Linked DNA regions of Ovis aries: region 2 is linked to region 1. Evidence: chromatin contacts called from public Hi-C data. All regions are on one chromosome and are shown on one strand. Each heading gives the region's core, a stretch centred on a gene start, on an enhancer-like site or on the middle of the called end of the contact. The rest is flanking DNA. Distances are from core to core; before and after follow the strand shown. Region 1 overlaps EVA1C (eva-1 homolog C). Region 2 holds the start of EVA1C (eva-1 homolog C).

What was found. A called contact is a pair of places that touch in the nucleus more often than the background predicts.
Region 2: a Hi-C map of hypothalamus shows a contact between it and region 1, with 2.1 times the contacts expected there. The contact joins the promoter of EVA1C here to the enhancer-like site in region 1. A contact is called at or near these places in 2 of 16 Hi-C or Micro-C datasets (hypothalamus and omental adipose tissue).

The regions. Positions count from the first base shown.
Region 1 is chr1:123,692,366-123,699,570 of ARS-UI_Ramb_v3.0, forward strand. The region is part of intron 4 of EVA1C (eva-1 homolog C); the gene reads right to left. Among named protein-coding and RNA genes, the nearest start is that of EVA1C, 72 kb to the right of the region's middle. Within about 2 kb of position 5,341, at least 7 of the 54 cell types and tissues checked have an H3K27ac peak or open chromatin away from gene starts, as enhancers often do. A contact at or near this core is called in hypothalamus, where this site is marked.
Region 2 is chr1:123,765,873-123,773,413 of ARS-UI_Ramb_v3.0, forward strand. It overlaps EVA1C (eva-1 homolog C), which reads right to left and starts at 2,211. Exons shown (of 10, transcript XM_060403751.1): 1 at 1,868-2,211. The coding sequence starts at 2,027.

The DNA.
Region 1 (7,205 bases), core at 4,091-6,590:
TCAAATTCAGCTTCTTCATATATGAAACATATAGATATATTTATTTATATGTATATATTTTATATTCTCACATATAATAATATATGGAGCATGCTTATATGGACCATATAAACATGGTTTTTCAAGTGGTCATGTATGGATGTGAGAGTTGGACTATGAAGAAGGCTGAGCACCGAAGAATTGATGCTTTTGAACTGTGGTGTTGGAGAAGACTCTTGAGAGTCCCTTGGACTGCAAGGAGATCCAACCAGTCCATTTGAAGGAGATCAGCCCTGGCATTTCTTTGGAAGGAATGATGCTAAAGCTGAAACTCCAGTACTTTGGCCACCTCATGCGAAGGGTTGACTCATTGGAAAAGACTCTGATGCTGGGAGGGATTGGGGGCAGGAGGAGAAGGGGATGACCAAGGATGAGATGGCTGGATGGCATCACGGACTCGATGGATGTGAGTCTGAGTGAACTCCAGGAGTTGGTGATGGACAGGGAGGCCTGGCGTGCTGCGATTCATGGGGTCACAAAGAGTCAGACACGACTGAGCAACTGAACTGAACTGGTAAATGTGTGTGTATATATATGTGCATATGTATGAATATATATGTACATATTTTGTGATATATCATGTTTGATTTAGTTGCTAAGTCATGTCCAACTCTTTTGTTACCCCATGGACTGTAGCCCACCAGGTTCCTCTGTCTGTTGGATTTTCCAGGCAAGAACACTGGAGTGGGTTGCCATTTCTTTCTCCATGTTATATACCTAAAAGTATGTAATATGTATATCTCAACAAATGGTGAGGAACATTATGAGGAAGGCACTTGATCTGAATATCTTCATGAAGGTTCTGGTTTATTTGTCAAGTCCAGTCCCACGATGCCTGGTCACTGGAGTGCAGGGCACACAGTAGCCACCCAACAATGATGTATTCAATGAATGGACTGGTGGACCGGCCTGGACACCAGGAAATGCAAACGCCCCATACACCTGGCTTTGGAATGTGTTCTGGGAGGGTGACCCATGAGTTCGAATCTACGCTGAGAAAAGCCGCCTGGAGGGGCCACCGGAAGCTGTCATTCTCTTGTCGGCCCCTGGGTCAGTTCTACCTGGCAACTTGCATCTGTTTTCTGGCAGCTTCTGAATATTTTGGTCTACAGGATGCATCTTGCTGGACTGAATTTGGTGGGGTTCTCATGAATGACAGAGAAGTGAAGGAAGCAAGTCAGGCAGCCATTGAGGATGGAATGAAATGTTTTGAAGTGCCAGAGCATCAAGCATGTCTCTGTGAAGAGTAAAGACTAACGGCCTGAACAGTGTTCTGGCAGCCCACCTACAGCTCACATCGGACCACGTAAAGTGGGCTTGATAAAGAGACTTTACAAAGGCGGGAATGGGATATGAACACCTCAAAGGATGGTGCAGGGCCCCGAGGAGGAACAGCAGAGACAGGCTACCAGTCCCAAGCCTGAGGGGCGAGGATAGGGGTTTCCAGGACGCGGGCTGCCCCACCGAGCGGGCTGCTGCATGGAGCTGGGTCTGCAGTGGGCGCTTGTGACGCTCCCGGTGAGTCATGTTGTGTTCCCTTAGCCGCTTTTGTGCCTGGATCTCTCATTGGATGGGGAGCTCCTGGAGGGCACTGGGGTTTCTCTGCTGTTTGCCCAGCACCTACTATCTGTTCAGCTCACTGAGACTCTGTGTTCCTCCCCCATAGCTCAAGGAACATCATTTTTACCGTCTTTCTGTGAGACTTGTGCAAAGCAACTGCAGGAGTCAAAGCCCGCGTCAATGTGAGCTGTTCTCACCAGCTGTTGCTGAGGTTGAATGAGCTCCCTCGCGGAGCCTGTTTCCTCAGCGGGACAGTGACGATGCGGAGAGCAGTGCTGGTTTACTGGTTGGCATGACTACTGCAGGAAGGTTACATTTAGGGGGCCCAATTGCAGCATCCAGTGTTCGTCAGGTACATCCGGCCACTACCTTAGATAGGAAAGCGGCACTTCTACAAAAGGCCTTTGGGACTTAGATAATTTATAGTCTAAACTAAATGCCTTCTTTGGTTCTTTCAAGTGAAAACAGGCATCTGGAATGATGAGGCCTCTATACTACAGCTTAATCTGCAAATAAAGACACACACACACAAATACTGGAAGGAGAATCACTGAGATTCTCAGGGCGCTATTTTTGGCTGATGATTTTTCCCCCCTATTGATTTTAAGATACTTTCCAAGTTTTTGCGAGTTTACATTGGTTTGAAATGAAAGCGTACAGAGTGAACTTTCTTAAAAAGAAAAACAAAATTCATATCTGGATAGAAGACAGCTTTCATATATGAGTGTCTCTGGGGTAACTTTCTTCAGAAATGTAAATTTTTCTGCAAATGTAATGATAAATGATCCGTTTGTATACCTCAACTTGCCCCAGGAGCTATGGGAAGTTTATCTAGGAGGAAAGATATATCCTTTGAATTTTCTTCCAGTTTACTTAAAATTTTTTATTGAAGTAGGATTAATTTACAATGTTGTGTTAGTTTCAAGTGTAAAACTGATTCAGTTATACGTATATATTCTTCTTCAGATTCTTTGCCATTACAGGTTATTACAAGACATTGAATGTAGTTTCCTGTGCTATACAGTAGGTCCTTGTTGTTTACCTGCTTTATGTATAGTAGTGTGTATCTGTTAATCCCGAACTCCTAATTTATCTCTCCTACTCTTGCCTGGAAAGTCCCATGGACGGGGGAGCCTCATAGGCTGCAGTCCATGGGGTCGCTAAGAGTCAGACAAGACTGAGCGACTTCACTTTCACTTTTCACTTTCTTGCATTGGAGAAGGAAATGGCAACCCACTACAGTGTTCTTGCCTGGAGAATCCAGGGGATGGAGGAGCCTGGTGGGCTGCTGTCTATGGGGTCGCACAGAGTTGGACACGACTGAAGCGACTCAACAGCAGCAGCAGTCCCCTTTTTATTACTATTTTTCAATGCTTTGTGGGTGCACAGGGTTGATTGTGAATATTTTTGCTGTCTTTAGGAGCCTTATTATTATTTGGATATTTATCAATTAGAAATTTATCTATTATTAACACATTTATCAATTGGAAAAAACCCTTACATCTCAAGATTGAAAATGAGCTACATGATTTCTGTATAAGCCACCTATATTGAAAAGAAGTAACAAAAGAATTATGAAGTTATTCTTGGAAGTCCAACAACTATTATTGTTTTTTCCGTAAGCTACTATTTTTTTTTCTGTTTCAAACACATGTTTATAGCTGAAAACTTGAAAACCTCAAATACTGCTAAACCAGGAAAATAAAAATCCTCAGTAAATGCCACTAATCAAGAAAAACAATGGCTAACCTTTAAAGAGCATCCTTCTAGTCACTTTTCTATATTTAAATGCCCATCCCCCTCAATGGATCATATACATATGACTCTATGCTACTTTTCCTCATTTATTAGCATATTTATGAAAAATTTTTAACAGAAGCATCATTTTAAAGAGTTGTATAGTTTCTCACTTAATAAATGAACCAGCTCTGTTTAAAATACCCTATTGGTAGACGTTCCAATGGTTTCCATCGTTTAATGCCATAAAAAATTCTGCGTGAAACATCCTTAGAGCTAAATACTTGCACACAAGCATGACGGTTTATAACTCTTGGAAGTAGATTGCTTTGTCAAAGGGTATTCAAAATATTAAAGCTTTTGATACACACTGCCAAACCGTTCAGAAGGGTTGTATCAGTTCACACCCTTGCCAGAACTGTAGGAGAGCCCCAGAAACTTTATATTTTCTTAGGATGTGTGCCTGATCATATTTCTTAAGGCTAACAGACGAAAAGGGTGGGGAAGACTCTATTTGTAAGACCACAATCCTTTTGGACCCAGGAGGTCCTGTGACCAGCGTGATTTACAGACAGGCTTCAGCACTCATAGTTACCCTGGGAGCAAAAGAATTTATCTTGATGAGCGTGAAAGAACCCATGGTGTATTTTTAGGAAGAGGCCCAAGGTAATTCAGGTCCTATGTAGCTCTGACCATTTCCTTGTTGACACTGAGCTCTGAACCACTGGCAGGATTCTCTTTTTTTTTTTTTTTTTTAAGTGGTTATTTCCCTCCCAGCCTGATTTTGTTTGCACCTCTCTGCCTGGCAGACTACCCTCCACCCCAGTACATGTGATAACAAGATACTCAACTATTTAATTTTTATATTTTTGGCTACTGTTTCACACTGAAACTGCAGTTAATCGCTCTTTACAACCTGTGTTTATTTAGATAATTAGGCTGGTTGCTCTTATGAGACTGTCTTGGCAGTGGGAGCCCCTGGCACCTTGATCTTTGGCTGAGAAGTCCAGGCCTGCCCACACTTGGCCTTGGGGTGGCCTTAGTCCAGCCTTTGAGGCCCACTGTGTGGTTTTTCTCACTCTCTTATTAAGGAAATAGCACCCCTGGAGCCCACCCAGAAAGTGTAACTGCTGCAGGAAATGATGTGCTGTGGTGGACACCCAGGGAGTCTTCTGGAAGCCTGCTTTCCAGAGTCCATGCCCCGGTCTGTGGGAAGGTGTATCCTTTCTTGTGTCAGATGCTGCTCCACTGGGGTTTCTCTGGGACCAGCGCTAATCAGTCACTTTTCTATTTTCTTTCAGTTTCTTTTCCAATAGAGGAGCCATAACTTCTTTCTTTCTTAAAAAAACATTTTGGCTGCTCCATGTGACACGTGGGATCTTAGTTCCCTGACTAGGAAATCAAACCTGCGCCCCCTGCATTGGAAGCTCAGAGTCTTAGCCACTGACCCTCCAGGGCGGTCCGAGAAGGAGCTGTACGTTCTGAAGGATCTGACTTGCCTGAAGATCTTTCGGAAATGTCTTTGGGTCATCACCTTCAGTAGAGACACCAGATCTGTGTTTAAACCTGTATGACAGTTCAGTTCAGTAGCTCCGTCATGTCTGACTCTCTGAGACCCCGTGTACTGCAGTGCACCAGGCCTCCCTGTCCATCACCAACTCCTGGAGCTTACTCAAACTCATGTCCATCGTGTCGGTGATGACATCCAAACATCAGACATCCCCTGAGGTCCCCTTCTCCTCTTGCCCTCAATCTTTCCCAGCATCAAGGTCTTTTCAAATGAGTCAGCTCTTCCCATCAGGTGGCCAAAGTACTGGAGTTTCAGCTTGAGCATCAGTCCTTCCGATGAACACCCAGGACTGATCTCCTTCAGAATGGACTGGTTGGATCTCCTTGCAGTCCAAGGGACTCTCAGGAGTCTTCTCCAACACCACAGTTCAAAAGCATCACTTTTTTGACAGCTGGCATGGTCATCAGCCTTGCTGCTCTTTCTAATTTTTTTTGCTTGACAGCTGTGATGATCAGCCATTGTGTTAGTTCCTAGGGCTGCGGTAACAGAGCCCACACACTGGGAGCCTTAAACAATAGAATTTTGTGTCCTCTCAGTTCTGAGGCGGGAAGTTGGAGATGTTCGGCGGGTTGGTCCCTTCCAAGGATCCCTTTCTTGCAAGTGGCCGACCTCTTCCTGCACCCTCACGGTGTCTTCCCTGTGTGCGTCCATGTCCTGAGCTCCCCTTACTGCGAGGACAGCGGTCACACTGGATGAGGATCCTCCTATATTACCTCAAATTAGTCACCACTTTAAAAGCACATCTCCTCAAACAGTCACATTCTGAGGTACTGGGGGTTAGGACATCAACAAGGGCATTTTAGGGGGACACAATTCAGCCCATAACAGCCTTCCGGATGGCCCTCCAAGGAACTCACATCCACGTGTAGCCTCCTCCCTCGAGGAATCAGTTGGTCTCTGTGACGGTAGACTCTGGAGAGGTGACAGGGTGTGGCTTCCATTTGCTCCTCTGCCTCTCGGGCTCCGGAAGAAGCTGGCGGCCATGTTGCAAGGACGCTCAAGACACCCAAGTGGGGAGAACCAAGGCCACCCATGAACAACCAGCACCAACCTGTCCATCATGTCAGGGAGCCTCCTTGGATGCTCAGCCCTCAGATGACCACACCCTAAGCCGATAGCCTGGCTGCAACTCCGCAAGGCCTCACGAGACCCTAAGTAAGAACTTCCCAACCAGGCTACCCTGGAACCCCTGCCCCCCAGAAACTGTGAGGCACTAACTGTTCATTTTTGTTTTGAGCCATTCAACTTGGGAGTATTTCATTACACTGCAGTAGCCTCTGGAGTGCACACCAGGCCTCCCTGTCCTTCACTATCTCCCAGAGTTTGCTCAAGTTCACGTCCACACGTAACCACCTCATCGTCATGCCGAGTAACTGGGAGCTAAAGCCTCGCTCCGCTCTGCTTCCTGACCGTGTGTGATGAGCTGCACTGGGTACCCAGACTCTGAGCCTGCGGGACTGCCCCAGACTTTAGCTTATATCACAAGAGGAAAAGCACACACGTCCCCTTGCAGAGGCCCACGGTGAGCTCTGACCACTTGGCCTTCAGGCAGCTATCCTTCCAAGTTCTTGCCAGGTTGCAGGGCCAAAAATAAACAGCCCTTTCTCCTTCTTCAAAGCGCTAAGGCTGAGCCGCAGTAATAACTGGGAACCGAGAGCAGAGCTCTCACGCCGGCGGCCCGTGGACCGGATGGGGCCTGCAGGCATGTTTTGTTTGGCTCTCACAGTGTTTTAAAAGTTGGAAAACTTTACATTAAAAAAAAATCATATTTTCAGCATCTCCCGAGAGGTTGGAAGCTATTGCAAGGCCCACATACCAAGCCGGCAACCATCCACTTGCTGAGCCCAGTGTGGGCACCTCACTTAGGAACAGGGTGGGGGTGGTTCTGATTCATTCATGGGACTCAGGATTCACTCGGGCACCTACTCTGTGCCAGGCCCTGCTCTGCTGGCTGGGAATCCTCATGGCAGAGACACACAGCACCTCTGCAGTGCTGGCCAGCTCCTGGGCAGAGAGACCACAAGCACCTAAGTGACTCCAGACTGTGAAGACCATCAGACAAGGACAGCTTGAGGCGGAGACCAGGATGAGGTGGCATGCTGGCGGGGTGCCTCGGAAGATCTCTGAGATGACGTCTGAGTGGACTCCTGAATGATGAAACGAAGCTGGCCACGCAGAAAAGTGGGGTAAGAACATCCCAGCCCAAAGGCAGAGCTTGTGCAAAGACACTGCGGTGTGAATGAGTGTAGAGGCTCCAGAGGCGGGACCACAACTGGGGACTGGATTTATTCTAATTACG
Region 2 (7,541 bases), core at 961-3,460, 70 kb after region 1:
TCTTCAGATCTCTAAAGAGCAAGGCTGACAAGAGAAAACATGGGGGTTGCCTGGCAATGTCCCCATCGACCGAATATTGGCTCAGGGAGTCTCAAACCCTGGAATCTAGGTTCCCACTAAAAGCACAAGAAAATTTCTTTTATCGTTTAATCATTTAGAGAACTATGTATGAAAACACCCACTTCCAAGTTTAGAGCACCCTGTTTGACAGTTCAAGTTCACCCTCCAAAACAGTTGCTACCTTTAGACAGTTCCAAACTTGGGTGGTAACCTATAGACTGCTTCAGGGATTGCAACCGCTTCACTAAAGAAACAAGCTCTAAGTGCCTGTAATCTGTGAGAACAATCTAATGGTTACACCGCACCGGTACCTAAAGCAATATTTGTTCAGTTACAGTGATGTCACAAAAGAAAGGCTTGTTGGCTTTCTTCTGTTCTTTGCTCAACAATATTCGCAGCCTGCCGGTGGCTGAATTCAGACTGCTTTCCATAGCTTAAATCAGCAAAGACAGAACTTTCCCAGCAGCCAAGAAAGTTCTATTACCAAAAAGAAAAAGTCAGCAGCACTTGAAATTCAGCATTTTCCCAGCACATTTACCACAGCGCTCTGACCCTCGGTCGTAAGGACCTCAGTTTCCTTGCCAAATAGGCATGTCTTGGCTTCCTTTGCGAGGTAGAAACACTGCCTTGATATTAAATATTCAAAGCAAAGAACCTCTGACCCAAGGGCTCTCAGCTAACAATGACATTCTCTGTAAGTAAACTAGAAACCCAACTCAGCTTCTGGTTTGCCAGTGTCCCTTGCCATGTACTAGCGTATTGCACAAACAGGGTCTGAGGAAGGAGCCTTGTTGACTGTGATTACACCGCAAAAGACCTTCAAAGCAGAGATGCGGGAAGCCTGGCCTTGACAGGAGATGCTGGAGAAGGCAAAGAATGGGACCCAGAGCTGCTTCCGGGGCTGGGCAGGGGCGAGGAAAGGGTGAAGGGCCACCAGCCTCGCCAGACGGAGACCCAGGTCTGATTCACCTTTGCAGGGATGTCTGGTTACTCTCAGCAAGCGCAAAGGTAATTTAAGAATGCTGTCCCTCTAGCCCGCATCAATTCAGAAACCTCTCTGCCTTTGTGGCGCCCCACCTACAACCCCAGAACTATTTGAGATCGGTTCAGTCTCCCCCCAAAGAAAAGCCTCATCGGTTACTGGGAGGGGAAGTCGTTTTTTTCTTTTTTTAAGGCGATGGGGGCTGGAAGGGACCAACTCTGGTGCCTTTTGGCGGTAAAGTCTTACCCCTGACTCTCCTCTCTCGGTACTGCAAGCTTCTACTCGTCTCTCATGGCATCTCCACCGGACCTTCCACCACCCCACCCCCGGGTTTCCCTCAGGTCTGTTGGCAAAGACTTAAGGTCAAATGTCTCCTGGACTTGTCTCCTTACGTGGGCACCCGCGAGGTCGGCTGGGGCAAACCCAAACTGCGCGTAAAGCAAAGAGGTACAACGTAGACCGCAACACGTGTACCAACAGCGCTGAGCTCGGTGCACAGGACTCAGCCTAAGGTGCTTTAAACCGATACGCATCCTTCGGAGTCTGGCCCCTGACCCTGGGATACTGACGAGGTCAACTCATCGGGAGACAAACTCCAAACACTCTACCCACCCTTCTTTCTTGGGGGACCCCCTCTGCCGGCATCTCACATGTTGTTACTTATATGCGAAGAGTTCGCATCCGGCAAGAAAAAGTTAGGGCTCCTAGCTCGCCCTAACTTTCAAGCAACCCGGCCTTGCCCCTCGGGCGCCGGCCCCCAACCGAGGGCTCACCTTAGCGCCCCGCGGCGCCGGGGGCCGCTCAGCGAGGGAGGTCGCTTCTTACCGGAGAAGTCGGTGAGCGCCGCTATCTCTTTGGAGCAAACCAGGACGGTGCAGTAGAAGAGACGCAGGAGCTGCCCCGGAGGCTCTACCTGCCTGCGGAGGCCGGGATGCTGCGCGGGTTGCGGGGCGGACGGTGGGCGCGCGTGGCCGGGCAGCAGCATGATGTGCCGCGCGACGGAGCGCGGGCGCGGGCCCGGGGCGCACGGGGGATCGCGGGGCGGAGGGCGGCGTCACATGGCAGGACGAGTCGGTAGCCGACGTCTCCGCGGCCCCCTGCCACCTCCTGGCCCAGGCTGCCAGCGCCTCCTCCTTGCCGCGGGCGAGCACCGGCTCCGGAGCGAAGAGGAGGGGGCGGAGACCTGGGGCGGGGCGAGGAGCCCCGGGAAGGATCCGCGTAGTTTCCCCGAGAGGAAATCTGCTGCGGGCCGCGCAGGAGGAAACGAGGGCGGGGGGCGAAGGGAAAGTGTAGCCCCTCCGCGCCCCCGAGGCTGCCAGAGGCCGGGGCCTTGGCGCGCCGCGCGCCGCGGAGGGCGCCCCCAACAGCACGCGACTGGAGCGCCTTGCACACCCCGGGGGTCCCCTCCCCTCTGAGACCGCCCGGCACCCCCGGCCAGGCCCGCGCTGGCCCCGTGCCAGCTTCGCCCTGGCCGCCGGGGGAGCGCCCGTGACGCACTTTGGAGCCAGCGCCGCGCGCTGAGCCCGGGAGCCCGGGGCGGGGCTGAGGCTGGGGTGGGGGCCTCGGGAAGGTGGGGTCCGGGAGGTGTGGGACCGCAGCACTGACGTCTTTGGCGACCGGCCGCGCACCACGTGCAGAATCACCAAGCACGCACTGTTATCCCCATTTCACAGGAGAGGAGACTGAGACCCCGGAGCCTTGGCGATCGCCAAAGCTGACGCAGCCCTGACGGGAACCGCCGCGGAGCGGAGGGGGGAGCGGAAAGGGGAGGCATTGTGCTCCAAACGGATCACATGGTCTAGAACAGGTTTCTTTTAGCTGCCTACTTTTCCTGTGGGTACTGGGAGTCAGCCGCGCTCAGGATCTGACGCTGGGCCTGCCCAGACCCTGGCCGAACGCTAATAAACGGGCTTTGTTTTAAAATGGGGCCACAGCATCTTTCTGAACCTCTCGATGACGCGCGGGGTAACCTACGTTTGGACTCCCAGCCAGTGGGCGAGGAGCGGATTTTCGCACCACCCGGGCTCGGGGGACACCGAGGGCACGGGGGCTCCGTGGATGCGCTCCGGGTGCCGAACCTGGGGGTCCACCGACCCAAACCTGCGCGGGGCATCCGGGCCGGGGGGGAGGGAGGCAGGTCGGGCGGGAGCGCGCTCGGCACAGAGTGTTCCCGAACACCGCTGGAGCGCCTGCCAAGCTCGCCGCGGGCCTGACGCGGAAACGTAGATAATGAGGCCCAAGGGCGGGCCCAGGCGCCCTGCGGGCCCCCTGGGTCTGAACTGCCCGGGGAGGGGAGACGCGCCGCACCGCGTGCCGGGAAGGCCTGGAGAGGGAATCCGAAGCGACTCGCTGGCCTACCTGCGGGAACTTCTTAGAGGTGGGCCGCAAGGACCCCGGGGCTGGATGTCATCGCGTCCCACTCTGTGCTCGGGAAGGGAAGATTCCGGCCATTTCCTCATCTGTCTGGGGTGGGGTGGGGCAGGGAGCGCGGCAGATGTAACCACCAACATGTGTTGGTGGGACCCAGTCAGCCAGGCACCAGGATTTTTAAAACCTACATGAAAACGTTCAGCCTTCTCAGTAACCCTTGAACCTCAGTATTCTTGTGCACTTTCAAGGTTGAGGAAACTGAGGCGGGGGCTGGGAGGTGAGGTGGGTAAGGATGCTTAGCACCTAGCAGCCATTCAGTAAGTGACCTTTGCTCAAAACTGTTTCCTCCCTGTACCTTGTATTCCATTGATCCATCTAGTTTGGATAGGAGTTAGGTACCTCTGTGGGCTAGGTCCTCTGCTAGGAGCTGAATATGCAGGCCCAGGAAGGGAACTGTGCTCCCTCAGGGCTGGGGGCTCCCACCATGGTCTTGCAAGCATGCCCGTGTGGGCACTGCTCCTAATGGGGACAGCATCCCCAGGCTTCCTTATCTGTAAAGGCGGCAGGCTTACTGTGAAGATTTAAGGAGTTGATACAGGTTGGGGGTAGGAACTGGGCCTGGAAGGAGGAAGTGCTCAGTCAACATTAGTCATTGGCACAGTGAGGAAGAGGCTTCCCTGGGGGCTCGGTGATAAAGAACCCACCTGTGAGTGCAGGAGGCTCGGGTTGGATCCCTGGGTTGGGAAGATCCCCTGGAGTAAGAAATGGCAACCCACTCCGGTATTCTTGCCTGGAGAATCCCATGGACAGAGGAGCCTGGCAGGCAACAGTCCATGCGGTCGCACATGATTTAGCAGGTAAACAACAACACGGGTGAGGAAGACAGACATTGAACTGGTAACACCAAATGAACAGCAAGGGACTACAGGGGCAAGACAGAGGGAGGGTGGGAGGAGGAGAGGGCGTGAGGAAGGCAGGTGTTGGCAACCTTTTTAAGACAGGCACCAGGGAAGCCCTTTTTAAGATTACATGGGTGAGAAAGATGGGAAGAGTTGGTCAAGCAAAAGCTAGGTATTTGGGGAGGATGAACATCTTAAGAGTGTTCTTAGGAGAACACCAAGTCTCAGGTGGCGCAGTGGTAAAGAATCCACCTTTTAATGCAGGCGATGCAAGAGATGCAGGTTCAATTCCTGAGTCAGGAAGATCCTCCGGAATAGGAAATGGCAACCCACTCCACTATTCTTGCCTGGGAAATTCCATGGACAGAGGAGCCTGGCGGGCTACAGTCCATGGGGTCACAAAGAGTCAGACTCGACTGAGCGCACACACACGCAACATCGTAGGAAAATGAATGAGCACATGTGAAATCCAAATGGAACACAGCTCCACTGAGAAGCACGGAGGGGATGAAACAGAGAGAAAAGGGTAGGGCAAGGTGATGTGGCGAGGTCAGCCGCCAGAGCTCAGGGACCAGAGACCTTGGTGAGCGTTGCCATCTTTGTCCTCAGCTTTGTGAGCATTTCCATCGGAAGCTAGCAAACTGTTGTAAGCAGATGAGTGATACAACCAAGTATGTGTTGGTCATAGATGACTCTGCTGAGTGCAGCTGGACTAGAGTGGTCAACAGTGGGTCCAGGGGTGATAATACACCCAAAAGAATCAAATCCAAGAGATATTTGCGCATCTGTGTTCATAGCAGCTTTATTCACAGAAGCCAAATGGAGAGCAATCTAAGCGTCCTTGGATGGATGAATGGATGAACAAAGTGTGGAATATTACCCAGTCATAAAAAGGAATGAACTTCTGATACATGCTACAGCATGGAAACAGCTTAAAAACGTGCTAGGTGAAATTAAAAAATGATAAGCATTGCATATATACCACTTACATGAAATATCCATAGCAGACCAATTCATAGAGACAGAGAAGAAATTAGAGGTTACTGAGAGGTGGGATAAAGGAGAAAAGAGAATTATTTCTTAATGGATATGTGGCTTCTGTTTGGGACAATGAAAAAGTTCTGGAAATAGATGGTGATGATGGGTATGTAACCCTCTGGATGTAATTAATGCCACTGAACGATACACTTAAAGTGGCAGATTTTATGCTGTGTAGTTACCATAACTTCAAAAAAAAATAATATGCCAAAGCTCCCTGCACTGTAAAAGGGTAAGTTTTGTGGTCTGTGCGTTATATCTCCATAAAGCTTTCTTCTTTTTTCGGCCATGCTACACGGCGTGCGGGATCTCAATCCACAGGGATGAACACAAGCCCCCTGCAGCGAAGGCAAAGAGACTTAAGTGCCGGGCTGCCAAGGAATTCCCCAGGAAGCTGCCTGTTCATTCAAAACCTTTTTATTTAGATTCTTTATTGAAGTACAGTTGATTTACAATGTTGTGTTAATTACTGCTATACAGCAAAGTGACTCGTGCATGCTAGATCGCTTCAGTCATGTCTGACTGTTTGCAACCCCATGGACTGTAGCCCAACAGTCTCCTCTGTCCACAGAATTCTCCAACATAATGGAGTGGGTGCCATGCCCTCCTCCAGGGGATCTTCCCAACCCAGGGATCGAATCCAAGTCTCGTAGGTCTCCTGCTTGGCATATCGGCTTCCCTGGTGGCTCAGTGGTAAAGAACCCACCTGTCACTGCACGAGGCTCGGGTTGGATCCCTGGATTGGGAAGATCCCCTGGAGAAGAAAATGGCAACCCACTCCGGGATTCTTTCCTGGAAAATCCTATGGACAGAGGACCCTGGTAGATTACAGTCCATGGGGTTGCAAAGAGTAGGACATGACTGAGCGACTTCACTTTTTTTTTTTTTTTTTTTTTTAAGTGCAAAGACCACTGGAGAGTCCAGGGAGATGGTCAGGAAGGGAGAGTAACAAGGAGGCTGTGACGCACACTGGCCTGGGGCTTTGCAGGCCCAGAGAGAAGGCGGAAGTGGCTAGATTGGAAAGGTGTTCAGGAAGGGTGGAGCAATTCGGCTGCGGGATGTGAGTGATGACGCTGGAGGACAAGACCCTGCCTGCTCGCTGCTGTGCCCCTCACTTGCTCCCTGTTAAATTACATCTTAGTCCTAATCTGATCTCTAAGAATTCTGACATCTTGTGAGAAAATTAAAGAATTCTCTTTATTTTTTTCTCCTTTCCCTCATACTTTGTGTGCTCCCAGCAAAATGGAAGCCAGTTACCCCCTGCTCCCATTTCCCCCTCTGAAAATAAACCATCAGATACCTAAGCTCTGGGGTACTGACTGGGACCAGCTGCAGAATTCACTGCTCTCATTCAGTCGCTCAGTCGTATCTGACTCTTTGCGACCCCATGGACCACAGCACACCAGGCTTCCCTGTCCTTCATCATCTCCTGGAGCTTACTCAAACTCATGTCCATTGAGTCGGTGATGCCATCCAACCATCTCGTCCTCTGTCATCCCCTTCTCCTCCTGCCTTCAATCTTTCCCAGCATCAGGGTCCTTTCCATAAAGTCAGCTCTTCACACCAGGTGGCCAAAGTATTAGAGCTTCGGCTTCAGTGCAAAATGAAAACGCATGGCTCCTTGCTCAAAAATTATTACGAATTTCAAGGTAGTGATGGCAGGGCAGTAAACCCAGCATGATCTCTTCAAACACAGGGCCCTGAGCGACTGCACAGGCCACGTGCCCATGAAGCTGGCCCAGGCACTACCAGCATGTCCTTGTCTCAGATACAGAAACCGACAGTCCAACTCATGCAGATCAACTGCGGCAGAATCTGAAGTCCTCTTAAACTGCAAAGGCACAGGAATTAGGGGACAGATGCTAAGACGGAGTAAAATAAAAGTGTCGCTTTCTATGGAATGGACCACTGGCCATCTAGGCCCTTCTTGCATAAGAGCTTGAGAAGTGCCTCCGTACCCAGAATAATTGTTCTGTGTCTAAGATGCATCTTTGCTGGACATTGTAAATTATGTACCTTAATTCCTGCCTTTTAAATTTTTTCCTTTTGAAGCCACCCTGTTCCTTCTTCCCGGCTCTAAACTTCCTCCTTATTTTCCTCCTTCCTTGAGATCCTGGCTACTTCCCTCCCCATGTAGCCAAATCTATTTTGGAGGATGTTTGTGTGCTAGGCACTTCAACTCCCAGCCCCGA